3 separate regions of the Mus musculus genome follow, and regions 1 and 2 are each linked to region 3. Evidence: chromatin contacts called from public HiChIP or PLAC-seq data. All regions are on one chromosome and are shown on one strand. Each heading gives the region's core, a stretch centred on a gene start, on an enhancer-like site or on the middle of the called end of the contact. The rest is flanking DNA. Distances are from core to core; before and after follow the strand shown. Region 1 overlaps Clint1 (clathrin interactor 1). Region 2 overlaps Ebf1 (early B cell factor 1). Region 3 has its middle 210 kb from the start of Gm12159.

Region 1 (2,782 bases), core at 76-2,575, 560 kb after region 3:
GGGTGTCGGTGTAGGAGCTGCACTGTTTGTTCTGTGACCTGACCAACTGTCTATATGTGACTGTCTCAGTGCTGATGTGGATCTGTTTGTCAGTGACTTAACTAAGCTAAACTCCTTGAAGGAACGAATGGCAGCAGACAAGGTCTAAAAGCGCTGAGCCTTGATCCTTCCGTATTTAGAAAACAACTTTTGATGACTTTTAAAAAGCCACATAGCAAAAGAAGGGAGGATATATGAGTAGTAGCTATCTAAATCTGATTTTATTCACTCATTTATTAGTTTTGATTTTGTGTTGCTGTGTTCATCTGTTAGAACACACATTCAGTAGTAATGGGAACTATATACATCAGATGAACTCACATTTTTATGGCTTTTCTTCCTTCAGATCCCATACACATGGCTGTTTAAAAAAAAAAAATCAAGTGTTTTGCTGTCTTGTGTCTTACCCTTTGAAAGCGTTCTTTCTTGCTATAGGATGGCTCTCAGTTATTAACTGAGCATCACCTGTCTGTCAGGCAGGAGAGCAGCACCAGTTTCTATGCTGTCTTTTGAGGTGTACAGAGCCTCTTCCCAGTCTACAGTTGAAACCAAGGTTAAAACAAAACTGCTTCATGAAATGGGGTTGGAATCAGGTTTTCTGTCTCCCATGTTCTTGTCAAAAAACTAGAAGTCTCAAGGAAAAGTTAAATATCATTTCCCAGTAAAATATTATGTAGCCAGTGAAGGTGTGAGGTTTACAATAACTAATAATTAAGTTTTTGTTAGAGAAAAACACTGATACAGAAGGAAATGTTGGTAATAGTTTTAAACAGTTGTAGAATATTCTCTTTGTGTTATGTCTTTTTTAAATGTCACACAGAATTGTCCACTGTAATTTAGTGTAAGAGAACAGAATTCCTATAAACACAAACCCGACCTCTTGTAAAGCACGGGCAGAGAGAAGGTGAACATCCTGGCTCTGTGATAGACTTGAGCGTGTCCGTTTGTCTTTGAGATCAGACCATGTCTCCTGGACTTGGGCCAGGGCTGATGACATTCCTCTGCATTCTTGAAAGCTAAATTCTTAAGATAACTTAAGTGTGTAATGTCGTGTCTTTGGAGTAGCCTGTGAGCAGAGCTGCCCCCCACTCCATAGATGTGGCTCATTAAGACATACGTTAGTATCATTTAGTTTTCATGTGTTGCTCAGTTTTGATGCTAATCTTTATGTATCTATATGTGTGTGTGTGCACATGCACATGTGCATTTTCCCTCTGCAGCACCAATGTGGTTATGAATTACTCAGAGATTGAGTCTAAGGTTCGAGAAGCAACGAATGATGATCCCTGGGGACCTTCTGGGCAGCTCATGGGAGAGATTGCCAAGTAAGTGGTAATTTGACTCAACAGTACAGAAAGAATCAAAGTGTCTTTACACAGAAAGTGAAGTTTGCTTTCAGTTTTAACCTGTTTAACTATCAGCCATATGTTCTGCATAATCCATTTTGATTAGTGTGGAGAGTTTTATATAGGTTCCATTCCCATTAAAAATTAGCTTTTAATGATGCGTCAGCCAAGACTTAATAGCTTTCCTTGCAAATTTTGAAGAACACGTATAAAATATTTGAAGTAAAAAAAAATCACACACTTTTTTCTTGGTGACAATGTGGGGCACTGAGGCCATGAAGAAAAAGCTTGCAGGATGGCACCGTGATTCCTCATGATGTGCTGTGTGTTGTGAAGAATAAGAGGAAGTGTGTTTTAGGAGGAGTGTCATTAAAATTTGATTTCGGCTTATTTTTTTTCTAAGCTGTTTGGGTAGTCCAAAGAACCTAGAGCAAGGCTGCCATCTATTGTCAGATTTATGCTACTACAGATGCTTAAGGAAACTCCTCTCTTTCAGGGCTACCTTTATGTATGAGCAGTTCCCAGAACTCATGAACATGCTTTGGTCCCGGATGCTAAAAGACAACAAAAAGAACTGGAGAAGAGTTTATAAGGTATGGTGGAAGCCTACAAGAGCGAGTGTTGACATGACTGTAGTCCACTAAGTTTCTAGACTTTTCCGAGACACACACTGTTTTCCAGTCATAAACAGCCCTTCATAGTACAGAGTGTGTTCAGACTTATGTTCTTCTAAATATTGAAGATTTTTATTGTTTCTTAAATTTTTTCCTACTAAATCTGTTGAGGTGTTTTGAGTATTTAATCTCTACTCATATGCAAGTTTGCTACTTGACTGTTTAAAATTAAAAACCAGTCTCATGTTTGTCACCTCTGTAAACAGCTTTGTTTAATTTGTGGTTGGGTGATAGCACCATTCCGCTCAGCGAAGTCTATAAGCTGGGACTGGCACTGAGAGTGAGGTGTGCAGACTTCTGGCTTCACCTGTGTGTGGACTTTTCCTCGGATTCATCTCATTTTGATTCTGTATTTCTAAAGCAAGGTGATGGTCTTCCTAGTTAATCATGTTTTCCTGCTTCTCAAAACATGCTGTACGCCAAAAGGATTCACTCTCACACGTAGCAGACCACAGCAGTGTTCACATTTGCAACGTGACATTTTGACTCTCAGAATTAAAAACCTGTTTTAACTAGAATTTTGTTGTTACTGTTACTGTTGTTGAGTGTCTGAGTGTAATGTGCCACTGTATGTGTGTTTGGAAGTATAGGGAGGCCAGAGCTTTGCTCCTGTGTCTTCCTCAGGCATTCCATTTTATGAGCAGAGTCTCACTGAACTCAGAGCTTTCTGATCCAGCTAGCTTGCTTGGGATCCCTGTCTCCTCAGAGTAGAATTACAGGTGG
Region 2 (3,102 bases), core at 8-2,507, 560 kb before region 3:
AACCATCAACTGCAATCAGAAATCCTGTGTCTCTCAGGGAAAGGTGGTGACTGAGATGGGACTCCATCATTTTACATGGCTTCCAAAGATGAGCAGCAGAGAGTTTGCAGGAGTTTTCTGAAACATCAGAACAGGGTAGGATGGGTTCATTTGCAAGTCTAACCCTTGCTTGCACGGGTTGAAATTGGCTTGAAACCAATTTGACCTCATGTGAAACCCTGGCTGTTTTGTGCTGGACAAAACAATGTGGCTTGGCTACTGGTGATACCAAACAGGGAGGGCTGAAGTTTTATGCTGTTGACTGAGACCTGAGTTTGAATCTTACCTCTGCCAATTACTGGATATAAGGTCTAAAGTTGATATAAATGCATTCCAGTTACTTCTCTGCAGTGCCCGCTCCCCTCTGAGGATTGCAGGATAAAAATAGACCCGGCACACACCGGCCTGTGTTGATTCAGGTTATTTCCCCCTTAGTAGTAATTCAGTTTCCTTTTATGTGTATTCAAGGCTCCACAAGTCCTAGTGAAAAATGGTCTGAGGAATGAGTAGGCAAGAAGTGCAGAGTGTCTCCATCTTGGACTTGTGCTCATAGGTTGGTGTCCAGAAAGAGTGTTCAGTGCTTCCTAGTCACAGACACAGAGAGACTGTCCAAGAGGTTAGCGGGCCATACGACCTCTGCGCCTGCCACACTCTTACCAGCCTGCACTGGCTTGGCAGGAAGCTTGAGGTTGCTGAAGTAAACCCCCTATTTCTCTTTAGGCCTGAACAGACACCAGTAATCATTATCAAACAGATCAAACAGCACCCTCTTGTTAAGTAGGGGCCACCCTGAAGAACAATTCCTCACACGCGATGGTTTATCCATTTTCACGGGGCCAACTCACAAAGGCAAATGAATTAAAAGCAATTTGGAGTTGCATTCAGTATTCTCAAGGCAAAAAGCGGCCTCCAGCATCTTTGCTGAGAGTCTTGGAAATCCGTGTCTTCGACAAGCCAGTCTCTCTGGCCTCGGTGATCGGCTTCTATTCAACCCGTGATTTAACTGGATTGATCGGAAGTAAGTCCTGAACTCTAAAGGAGGGTCCTCAGCTGGCAGCCCCGAGGCTGTGCCCTGCTCTGCCCCATGACTATGTGAGCGTTTACAGATGAGGTAGGAACCGAAAGTGGCAAACAGAACAGCCTGAGAAAATGATGGTCAATCGAGTAGAAAAGTCCACTATTTGCATCAGTACAATAATACACAGGCACACAAGATTTTCAGTTCCTCAAACCCGAGGAGTGGCCAAACAGTACCGTGTGAAGTCTGACATCCTGCTATACATATATATGTTGGGCAGGCTGGAAAAATATAGTAAAATCCCCTCTTGTGTGAGGGGACCTCTGCATAGTTCTCCCTAATTATGGAGGCTGCTGCTCTCTCCTCTTCTTTTTGTTTTCCCCTTCATTTTTGCCCTTGCCTTCTTCTCTTTCCCTCCCCTCCCCTTTCTCGTCCATTTTCTTGTGATTTCAGGTTGTTAGTAAACTCAATTATGAAATCCTAGCTTTAAAGTCAGCTCAGGGGGCAGCAAGATGGACCAGGTGGTAAGGGCAGTGACTTGAGTATCTTCCCTGGAATCCACATGGTGGGAGGGTAGAAGTGGTTCTTAAAAGTTGTTCTTGGAACCTCCAGACTTGTGCCATGAATGGCAACAGGGATGCCTCTGCTCCCCACATTCCCAACACAATCAAGAGACGATGAAAACATTTCAGTAAGATCTAAGGCTACACTACGTGACTTTAGGCATCCTCAGCACATGTTAATCCCTCCCGTTGTCCCCATCCACTCTCCTAAACCTTAAGATGCCCAGCTCTTATAAAACTTTGAAGTTCTCACTCTCTAATACACAGAACATTAACAATCCTTAAAGACAATGAAGGAAACCTGTGGCTGGCTTCTTATCTTTCTCAAGGTAAGAGGTTTGACTATTCTCTTCAAAGCTTTCCTCCTCCTCCTCCTCCTCCTCCTCCTCCTCCTCCTCCTCCTCCTCCTCCTCCTCCTCCATTCCTTTCCTCCAGTTGAAAATATAGAGCAAGACAGAAGTGGCCTTGCAGAGATTTGAACTTGTGACTCAAAGCACTGATTTCATGCAAGAGACCCATGATGTCTGGGCTGGGAGATCAAAGCCCTTGGTTTTGGCCTCACAGCTTCTGCTGTTTCTTTCTGGTACAGGATGAGGGTTTATGTCTTTATTTATCTATGGGGCTAGCAGAATCCCAGTCTGTCGTAATGGTAAATAAAACGTGTTGGAGTTACTATGGAGAAGAAAGGAGCAATTACAACTGCTTAAAACAGTATTAAAATATACTTAAGCAGAGGTTTGCCACGTAAACACACAATTAAAGCAGGAATTTGTGATGGATGCAGGAGTTTGACGGTCCCAGACATACTGTTTACTGGGGTAGTTAGCAGATGGATACGTCAACTGATCCCAGATGTGCAGCCTTTAAATGGGAACACACATCTTACTGGTGATGTATGCCTGCAAGTAGCAACAAATTACTTTCTGTTTAACTCTTACCTATTGAATGCAGAGCTATGTAGTACTCAGTGGATATATATATATATATATATATATGTATATATATATATATACACATATATATATATACATATATATATAATTTCCTTATTCAAAAGTGGTAATTGAATATCTGAATATCTAGAAAAAAAGAAGTTTTGTGCAAGTCATTTTAAAAGAACAGATTGAAGTAGGTTCACTTTTCTCTTTTAAGTCCAGATATCTGATCCTTCTATCCCCAGCTACAGTGTTCAGATATTTGCAGCCAATTAATTCTTAGGAAATTGAATCTGAACTGAATTAATTTTTTCCTTTTAGGGCAGATGAAGCAACTTTTAGGTAAGGAGAGGGAAAAAAATGAAAACAGCTTTTGTGGCACATAATTCATACAACTAATGAAAAGTGTGATATCACTGTCCTTTCGAATAAAACAATAACAAAACACCAAGCCACAGAAAGGCGCTGTATTGTTGTATTTGCTGTTTAAATAATTTAGCTGCAAAAAGTCTGAAGGCTGCTTTAGCTGTAATTAATTATTCATTAA
Region 3 (3,060 bases), core at 3-2,502:
TACCTTACAATCCAGCGATCCATCTACCTATTTAAGGGCAATGGGAGTCTAGAAAGTCTGCAGTAACTGATTGTATATTGTTATGTCCTTGGGTATGATATGGTTATACCTGCCAACACTGGTCACACACACACACACACACACACAATAGCACTATGTAGAGCTTTCATGATGGTTAGTTCAGCAGGAACTCAGTTTCAATGTATCCTGAGCATCTTTCCCAAATGTAAACTTCTGCGTTCATCTTTTGTCTTTCTTGATTAGTGAAGCCAAAACTCTAATGAGACAAGAAAATCTTCTTATTGCTACAATGGGTTGGTGTAGAATAAACTATATCCCACAGAGACCTGGATGTTCTGGCCCTTACCAGTGCAAATTCCTGCTGAAGATTCAATAGAACTACAAAGTGACACTACCCAGAATACCTGAAGTGTAGATCTTCTCCCTTCTCTCTTCCTCCATCTGTTCTCCTCCCCTGCCTCTATCTATCTCTATCCTTGTCTCTCTTTCTATATGTGTGTATGTGCATTCATGTATATGTGTGTATGTGCATTTGTGTGTGTGTGTATGTATGTATCTGTGGTTTGTTCTCTTGAAACCAGAAGATCCAAAGCAGATAGCAGCACATGGATACATACAGAGAAAGGACAGAGACAGACAGAGAGAGGCAGGGGAGAAGAAGGGATGAAGGGAGGGAGAAAGGGGAAGATCTATACTTCAGATATTCCAGGCAGTGTAACTTTGTAATCTTCTGCTTTTTAAATCCCATATACCATGAAAGTTGAGTTGCTCAAATTCTGGATCTCTCTCTCTCTCTCTCTCTCTCTCTCTCTCTCTGTCTCTCTCTCTCTCTGTCTCTTTCTCTGTCTCTGTCTCTCTGTCTCTGTCTCTCTGTCTCTGTTTCTCTCTCTCTCTCTCTCTCTCCCTCTCTCTCTCTCTCTCTCTCTCCCAGGTATTTACTGCAGGAATCTCAAGATCTTCCTTTCATAAAATGAGTCATAACTACCCAGCCTGCTCCACCAGACTTAAAATGCTAAGCACTGTGAAGAAAGAAAGATCCCCTCGCCATAGCTCTCTCATGGGGACCTCAGGATCTAATGCAAATAAATGTCTTGTCCCATTTGGGCTTGTGTCATGATAGCTTCTCTGACTAGACACGCCTTACATGTGCACGCCTTACATGTTCTTCCCCGACATTAAAGCTAGTGGCTTTAAAGTTAATGCCTATTTCTGTATCAGCCTTGGAGACGTTGCCCACACCTGGTTGACTCTTTTAACTGTCTACTTGGCAGGCCGGCTTGGCCCAACAACCACAGTGAGGGTGGGGGTGATCTTCACAGAATAAAATCCTTTTCCTGTTTTTCCTGGCTTGGCCAGTCAAGCAGATTGAAAGAAGTTGCATGTGCTTTTAAAAAATGAAACCCTTCTTGGCACTTTGACAAGTGGTTTGATGAGATCTAACTAGTATTTACAGAACTTGAGTTTGACACAAATTGAGGGTTAAATTTTCTCTCATTTACTGGCACCATCGACTTTGCATTTATAGCCCATAGGACCTGAGAGAGCAATACTGACTGTCAGTCTGTCATTTCCCCATCTCCAGCTTGAGAGTCCAACTAGATGCTTCTCTTACTCAGTTCTTCACATCAAGAGCTTTGAGTCTTGTAGGATCCACATACTGCTTACCCTGCTCTGCTCTGCACTAGCGAGATGGCCTCTGGTTACCACCTCACTTTCCTTGTGCCTCAGCTCGTGACTCTGAAATAGGAACATTAGTGAACTAAGTGATAGGTAAGAAGTAGCAAGAATGATTCACAAAATACCACAGTGATCAATGGATGGTAAGGATGACTAATGAATGTTTCCAGGGGATTCTATGAATTGAGCACTGTGGAAGAACAGGGAATCAGGGCTCATACCTAAATCCCAGCATTCATGGAGCTGAGGCAGGAAGTTTACCACACATTCATAGTCAGCTCAGACTACATAGGAAGTTCCAGACCAGCCTGAACTACAGTTTGGGAGACTATCTCCAAAAATAATTGTATTGCTTTTTAGGTTTCTGCAGTAAAACACCCAACATAAAATTGGGGGTGTGTTTCAGTTCATAATTCTGAGGGAATCTGTTAATGACAGGAAGGCATGGGACAAGAGTATGTGGAAGACAGCCACACTGTGTTCAGTCATGAAGCAACAAGACACGAACACAGCTGCCCACTCCACTTTCTGTCCCCAGCCTGAGGGGACAATGCCTCTACATTTGGTTGGCCTCAGTAAAACTTTTGTGAAGAAACCTTCACAGACATACCCATGTGACTTTAATCCCAGTCAAGCTAACAATGAAAATTAACTATCATACTGTCCTATATGAAATTGCCATACTCAGAGACATTTATTATTATCCATATAGAATCCATAAACAAATCAGATATAGCTTTCTCATGAGTGAGCACACTTACAAGTACAAAAATTATCAAGGTAACAGCATACGATCAATTAACTTATATTCTAAATAAAACAATAAGACAAAACACAAATAGGTATGTGTATTGGGGAGTTTGTGAGAGGCCTATCAAGTGCTATGGAATAACTGAAGGACAGATTCCATGTCTGGGACTGGTAGCCCATGCCCCTACAAGAGAACTAGCCTACCTTAGAGACTCTATAAGGGAAGTAAATCACACATTCGGACAGGGACCTAGGGAAGGGGAATTTAGAAAGGGCTGCACTGATGGACTTAGTGCCCAGGGTTTCAAAGAGCTAAAGATGAGGTAAGAGTGACCTGGATTCTCAAAATTCTCATCAGGAGATACTCTAAAGAAAGCATGGTGATCATTCTGGATTATCTATCCAGGGTGAGTTTTCAGTTTTCTTTGTATTCTTTTTGGACTGAGTAGGTGTATAGACTCACTACCTCCTTTTTCTTCCTTGTGTTTTTGCTTCTGAGAAAGGTTCTATAACTCAGGCTAGCCCCAAACTCCATATACAGCTGAAGCTTGCCTGGAACTCTTAAAATTCCTGCCCAAGCCAGACAAATGCCAGGATTATAAATAGGCATAT

The links. HiChIP or PLAC-seq counts read pairs in DNA pulled down with a chosen protein or histone mark.
Region 1: an H3K27ac HiChIP or PLAC-seq map of large pre-B cells shows a contact between it and region 3, with 2.5 times the contacts expected there. The contact joins two enhancer-like sites. A contact is called at or near these places in 1 of 15 datasets of contacts at CTCF or cohesin (large pre-B cells) and 2 of 115 datasets of contacts at active chromatin or transcription factors (astrocytes and large pre-B cells).
Region 2: an H3K27ac HiChIP or PLAC-seq map of large pre-B cells shows a contact between it and region 3, with 2.1 times the contacts expected there. The contact joins two enhancer-like sites. A contact is called at or near these places in 1 of 15 datasets of contacts at CTCF or cohesin (large pre-B cells) and 1 of 115 datasets of contacts at active chromatin or transcription factors (large pre-B cells).

The regions. Positions count from the first base shown.
Region 1 is chr11:45,882,451-45,885,232 of GRCm38.p6, forward strand. Clint1 (clathrin interactor 1) reads left to right here. Exons shown (of 12, transcript NM_001045520.4): 2 at 1,260-1,364; 3 at 1,882-1,978. Among named protein-coding and RNA genes, the nearest start is that of Clint1, 32 kb to the left of the region's middle. Within about 2 kb of position 1,326, at least 66 of the 459 cell types and tissues checked have an H3K27ac peak or open chromatin away from gene starts, as enhancers often do.
Region 2 is chr11:44,764,009-44,767,110 of GRCm38.p6, forward strand. All of the region lies in intron 6 of Ebf1 (early B cell factor 1), which reads left to right. Among named protein-coding and RNA genes, the nearest start is that of Ebf1, 150 kb to the left of the region's middle. Within about 2 kb of position 1,258, at least 23 of the 459 cell types and tissues checked have an H3K27ac peak or open chromatin away from gene starts, as enhancers often do.
Region 3 is chr11:45,322,604-45,325,663 of GRCm38.p6, forward strand. No RefSeq gene overlaps it. Among named protein-coding and RNA genes, the nearest start is that of Gm12159, 210 kb to the left of the region's middle. Within about 2 kb of position 1,253, at least 14 of the 459 cell types and tissues checked have an H3K27ac peak or open chromatin away from gene starts, as enhancers often do.